Linked DNA regions of Danio rerio: region 2 is linked to region 1. Evidence: chromatin contacts called from public HiCAR-type data. All regions are on one chromosome and are shown on one strand. The core of a region is the stretch at or near the end of the contact, and the rest is flanking DNA. Distances in the headings are between cores, read along the strand shown. Region 1 holds the start of metap2a (methionyl aminopeptidase 2a). Region 2 holds the start of si:ch211-265o23.1.

Region 1 (3,196 bases), core at 324-2,823:
GATTAAAAAAAACAATGTATAGAGGGAGATATATATTATGGATGCTCCAATCAGGATTTTTGCAGCCGATATCTAGTACCTATTCCTTGTCATGGTGATTGCCCGATAACAAGTACCAATTCTGATGCTTCAAGCTTTATGTATCTTTGCCATTGCATAAAGCACATTTTCCCCTCTAAATAGGATACTTAAGTGGAGATCTCGTCCTGTCTAAGATAATAAATTAAGAATGCTTCATATAATCCTATACATTTTTACTGCATATAATCTTAAACATGTCTCTTCTAAACATTTAATGTGGACAGAAGCAGCTTTACAGAAAATAATAGATAATATGTAGGGGAGACTCATGGAGCTTCCAGGAGAGGTCATACGGTTGGAAACAAGATTGGGCTGATTGCTCTGCTCGCGTCCCAGCAGCTCAAAACACTGGATATATAGTGTTGAAACAAAGAGATCTTTCCTCACGATGCCAATAAACTGTATAAACAGAGGTTGCACCACATCTGTATATATTTTAGCTGCTGTGATGCATATGCAGCAATCGCTTATGTCCTTACGCATCATTTACCGCCTCACATGTTGTAGTGCTGCTCTCCGTATAACTCAGGTACGCATGTGCGTCTTCCTCTGCTTGTAAACTCATAAACAAACACCTGCAATCGGTTCATAAAATAAGCCAGATTGGCGACTCATTAAATGTGATTATCGGCCGATGCCAATCCTCGGGCAATCGATCGGAGCATCCCTAATATACCAGTTGCTCATAATAAAAAGCATAATGACTATTATGAAATATTTTCAAATAATTTACTTTATCATTACTACAAGAAAATAAATATAGTAATAATATATAACTATTATGTATTATTCATATTATTATAAAATATTTTCAAATACAGAGCTACTATTATACTCTACACTCTATATAGGACTACGTTTTATGTCCTATACATTATGCATATTATTTATATAGTAATATTTACTCATTCACTATGTTTATTTTAAAATCACTTATTTTATAGTATTTCATTGGTAACACAGTATTTCTTATCTGTAATATTCATTCTATTATTGTTTTACTGTAAAACATGACACAAACTAATTGCTTAAAAGTCTTGCTTACACATTATAGCAACGTCAGCATATGAATATGGAATGAATACTTTGCAAGTTAAAAAATAAACCTGCACTGTGAAGCACTTTCTCTGAATGGATTTCCCTCATTAATATTCCGCTCGTCACTTAAAAAAAACATTAGGGAACAAGGGTGATTTTTGACTATTAACTATATGCAATGACGTTAACACAATGAACCTATCGGATAGGCTAAGTAGCACGGCGCGCTCATCAGCTGGCGAATAAACGACTCTGTTAGCGAAGGCATGTTTATAAATATTAACTAAATCACTTTTCTGGATTCTCAGAGCCAGCGTTTTCTAGGTAGGCTAATATTCATGAGCTGATTCTTCGCCATAGTAGGACTGTATAATTTCGCATTCCGCGTCATGCGACCAGCTGATTCGGCAGCTTTTCTCTGCACCTCCCACAATGCATCGGTCTCTGTCCACTCGAGTCCGCAGTCATGGAAGCGAACGGGCTGCCGGTGCCGCCGGTAATGGACACACTGATCGTTAACGGGGAACGAGAAGCCGAAGACCCAGCCAAGAAGAAAAAGAGGAAGAAGAAGAAAAACAAGTCAGTTGTTTCCGGTGAGCTTGTCATTCAGTAGTGAAGTGCTGAGGCCGCTGGATGTTTAAATATATATATTTGTAAATCAGCTGTGCTTTAAATAGTCAGCTGTGAACTCAGATTAACTCGAGACAGAGCTGTATCTCTTTTAAATCGCTCTGTGTATAGATTTAGGTGGTTGAATATCTTTGTGCTAAAAGAAAAAGTTTTTTCAACAGTAGTGATTTTTTTATGCACTGGAAAATATTTAATAAAACAGTTTTTTATAATGGTACAACACTATAATATTATGAATTATTAAAATGTAGTCATTTATACATTTATTTGATATATATATATATATATATATATATATATATATATATATATATATATATATATATAATAAACATTTTTTTATTGTAGAAAAAACACTTGAAATTTTACATGAAACTTTTTAAACTTTATTTTTATATAGTGCCTTTAAAAAGTAGCATCTCAAGACACTTTACAGACATATAACGAATCTAACAATTCTAAAAAAAAGAAGTCAAATACAATCAAATAAAATCTACTCTAAAAAGTAAGTTTTAAGTAAACTAGATGAATTAAACATTTTCAGGGGTTCTACATTGTGAATATTAGACGGTAAAGATATAATTATACAATTTTTGACTTCTTTTATAAAGATTGTACAGTTTTGAGAACCTAAAGAAGTTTTTTTAATCTTTTTAAATGAATTTTTCTGTTAATATTTAAGAAAATATAAATGTATGTTAAAGTTTTACAATGTTTTGTTTATTTTCTGTTTATTAATATGTGATTATTTGTTGTATATGCTTATTTTTTAATTCTACATTCTTCTATATTTCATTTAGGTTGTTTGGAGATACTAATTTAAAAAATGTAGTTTTATTTTTACATCTTGCACTTTTAACTTTATTATGCATTTATGTTTTTTATGTAATATTTTATTTTAAAGTTGTTCATATATACAGAATAACATAGATTGCATATCTAGACACGCCAATCTGATCTGCAATCATAATATCAGTATTTTTTAGAATACTGTAAACTACATTCATAAAAAATAATGTTATATTTTAAATATATTTATTTATAAAAATGTTATATTACATATATTTTTTTTGTATTTGTATTCTATAATTAATTTATTAGAGGTCAACAAAGTTTTGAGCATTTCAAGATCAACCACAAAATATAACCCTAATAGACAATTAATTAACCATATTTCTTTGCCTAACGCATCCCAAAAAATATACTAAAGTTGGCAGCTGGCTAATGTTTGATGCTAACATGGCCAGAAATGCCATTTAGTTAGGCTGTTAGCCATAAAGAATGAGTTTAAATCAATCTTATTATTTCATATTTCCTTTGAATTGAAATGAAAGTTTACTCAAAAATGAAAATGTGGGAAACCGGTACTGTACTATACAGGTAAAAAGCTACTATAGAAGTGAATGGAAGTTTTCAACATTCTTCAAAATATCTTACTTTTTTGTTC
Region 2 (3,196 bases), core at 487-2,986, 97 kb after region 1:
GGCACCGACTCCAGGCTTGTTAACATCAGTAAGTATTTAGCTTAGCATGTAAACAACCCGGCTTAAGCAAACGTGAGTACCTTATTTAGCTCCACAGTCGCCTGATTATCTGTGTCACGACCAAAATAACACCCCGGTTCCTCAGGGCCCCACGTGTGTTTAACAAAAACAAGCTACAAATACACCTAATTTATTTACAGTAGTTTGTTTAGCACGTTCATTTTACGTAAAGCACATTAATATTGATTTGGGTTTTTTGTTCATGCATATCTATTGCTTGTTTTTAATCAATCTGATTTTACACTCATTCAAGTATAAGGTAGTGATTAAACGAATATGTGCAGTCGTGTTGATCTCATTTAACTAGTTAAACTACCAGGTTGACTTTGAAGGCGTTTAGGCGCGCGAATGGCGAATGCTGCTAAGCTTAACCACCTCCATCATCTTCCTAGTTTTAAAGATCTAACCGGTTTAGCTGCTGAGTTCAGAGCGGCTCAGCTAGTTCAGTATCTCTATTAAGCCTGTTATAGAGGAAAGTTAACAAGCACACGAGATGCTAGTGTGCTAATGCTAAAATCACACAAGACTGGAGTAAGACTAGCATGCTTAACGGTTGAAATATACTGATGGCGTTTGATTTCCGCCGCCAATGTAAACCCGATGCGGTGGGAGTTGTTTTTAAAAGGTGATATTTTACTAACCTGATTTTTCGTCAAGCACTGGTTACTTCTGTGGCACAACAGCAAGCGCCATCTTGTCTACACACTTGTCGCGTGGAGTGTCCCTCCGTGACGTCACTCCGGAGAGGACATGCGAGTGAGTCCACTGACCGTTCAAAACAAAAGAGGCTCGTTTAATAATACCCCAAAATAAAGCTGCAGATTTAAGAAACAGATGCTGTGAGAAGAAACACGTGATTATTGTGAACCAGTTTTGTGTTTACGGGACAATAACACCGCAGTCACCAACCGCAACACTTTCACAATCACCTAGAGTGGAAACAAAACTGCTGTGAAATGAACAATTATTCCATGTATAATGGTTATATGTAAAAGTTTATCGTCAATATAATTGAATACAATAATGCATAATACATTTCTAAATAATTTTGACTACAGTATAGGCTCAAACAAAACATTATGTACAGCTATGACAAAGAAAACACTTGACATTTATGTTTTTCTGCCTTTATTTTTTATTTTATAAATCTAATAACCTTTTCATCTAAATTAAAAATTTAAAAAGTAATTTTATTCCTTCAGAAAAGTGATAACTGTAATAAGAAAAAACAATGATTTCAAATTTGAAAGACATTTGTATTACATTAAATAACAAATACATAAAAGTTTATTCAAATATTCAAATTGTTACAATTATATAATAACTCAAAAATGTATTATTAATATTCAAATAAGTAATTCAAAATCGGTTTAAACAAACCAAATATATAAAGAATAGTGATAAATAATAAAGAGTTGATGCCTTTTGCGTTTTATGATGGTGTCAATGGCAAATTAAATCTAGAAAAACTACTCTAAAAGAGACTGGGGTGTCGAAATTGTAACTGCGTATGAGCTGACTTTGGCAGCACAGCAGTGGCAGAACATGGATCTGGGATCAGATTTTTCACACCAAACAGACAGAATCCACCGTAGGCACAGAAAACTGCAGCTGAACTCAGATCAGAGCTCCGTCACATCGATGAACGTTACAGATTGAGCTGAACCGGTGACGTCATTTCCGATGCCGCGATGGCGGTGGATTTGACTCCGCGGTTTAGAAGGCTGAACAGTCAAACATGTTTCAGAGAAAATAAGCAGCTGCCAGGTACAAACTAACGCTTATATGATGCGTGTTTTTTTTCGACGACATTTATTTTTTCGTTACCGGTTTATTTACACCAGTCTGATAGCATACTAAAGCAAAATGATCAAGATCCTTATCAGGCTATACAGCTACCGTCCACTGTTTACATTATGCTTTATTTGTGATGAATTCTTCAACGTTTCACATAAAACTGTGTCTGATTTAAAACTAGTATTAATCATGGTAGATTTTATGAAAGCAAGTGGTTTATTATTTTTGAATGTAAAGAAATTACGGTCACGGTGACAATGTCAAAGTGTTACCAAAAAGAATCCCTATCAACATAGCATAAACATGAAAATATAGTTATAATTAAGCGTTTATAGTTACAAAAACTAGCCATAGTCTAATGGTAAAAACGTAGACAAAATATTGTAAATTGAAAATGTGTTTTATGTTTGTATTATATAGTAGATTATTAATATTTTTGCATATAGACAAATAACAGTTATGCGGTCACTGTAACAGTTTTGCATAATGTCAAAGTGTTATCAAAATAATCTGTATAAACTCAGTATAAACATATCAAATAGTTATAATTAATTGTTAATAGTTAAAAGTTACAAAAGCTAGCCCAATCTCGTAGACAATATATTTTAAGTTGAAAACGTGTATTATGTTTGTAATAGTTTTGGTATCTGGCCATTGTATAAAATATTGTAAGATTATGAAACTTTAAGACTTTTTAAAATTGTATAAAATGTTGTATTAAAAACTGAATAAAAATATGCAGCTTAATGCATATGTTATTATTTTTATTTGTGAAATCTACAAGATGTGATGTAATTATCTTATTTATTTATTTATTTATTTATTTACAAGTATTTTTTCATCATAAAATTTATGTATTTTCAAACAATTTCTTAATATATATATATATATATATATATATATATATATAATATAGTAAAGCAATTCCAGCGTTATGGATGTGACATTTGCAGTAAAAACTCAAAACATAAAATCGCATAGAAAGTATAAGTTTACATTATATTGAAAATTTTGTTTTTATTTTCCAGAGCAACTGACCACAGAGTTAAGAGACCAGAAAAATATCAATCTGTATACATGTTTTGTACTTAAAATGAGGAATATAAGCATGCGTTACGGATGTGACAAAAAAGTCTCCAGGTTTACAGTAAACAACATACTTTGTAGAAATTCTGTGAATTAAACTGCACAACCCAAAAGAAACAATATTAATCAAAAGGACATAAGTTGGCTCTCTGTAAAACATAATTCATTGGTTTAATTTAATTTCATATTTTCACATTTATGAGGAAAAAGTGTCGTTATGGATGTGACATTTCTCTGTTATGGATGTGACAAA

What was found. HiCAR-type assays count read pairs that join an accessible place to other places.
Region 2: a HiCAR-type map of caudal fin shows a contact between it and region 1, with 6 times the contacts expected there. The contact joins the promoter of si:ch211-265o23.1 here to the promoter of metap2a in region 1. A contact is called at or near these places in 2 of 4 datasets of contacts at active chromatin or transcription factors (caudal fin and embryo).

What each region holds. Positions count from the first base shown.
Region 1 is chr4:26,603,147-26,606,342 of GRCz12tu, forward strand. metap2a (methionyl aminopeptidase 2a) reads left to right here and starts at 1,574. Exons shown (of 11, transcript NM_001100054.1): 1 at 1,574-1,712. The coding sequence starts at 1,586. The region is part of intron 3 of LOC137491554 (a long non-coding RNA gene); the gene reads right to left.
Region 2 is chr4:26,700,184-26,703,379 of GRCz12tu, forward strand. si:ch211-265o23.1 reads left to right here and starts at 1,737. Exons shown (of 9, transcript XM_003198282.7): 1 at 1,737-1,827. The coding sequence starts at 1,752. It overlaps usp44 (ubiquitin specific peptidase 44), which reads right to left and starts at 734. Exons shown (of 7, transcript NM_200257.1): 1 at 702-734.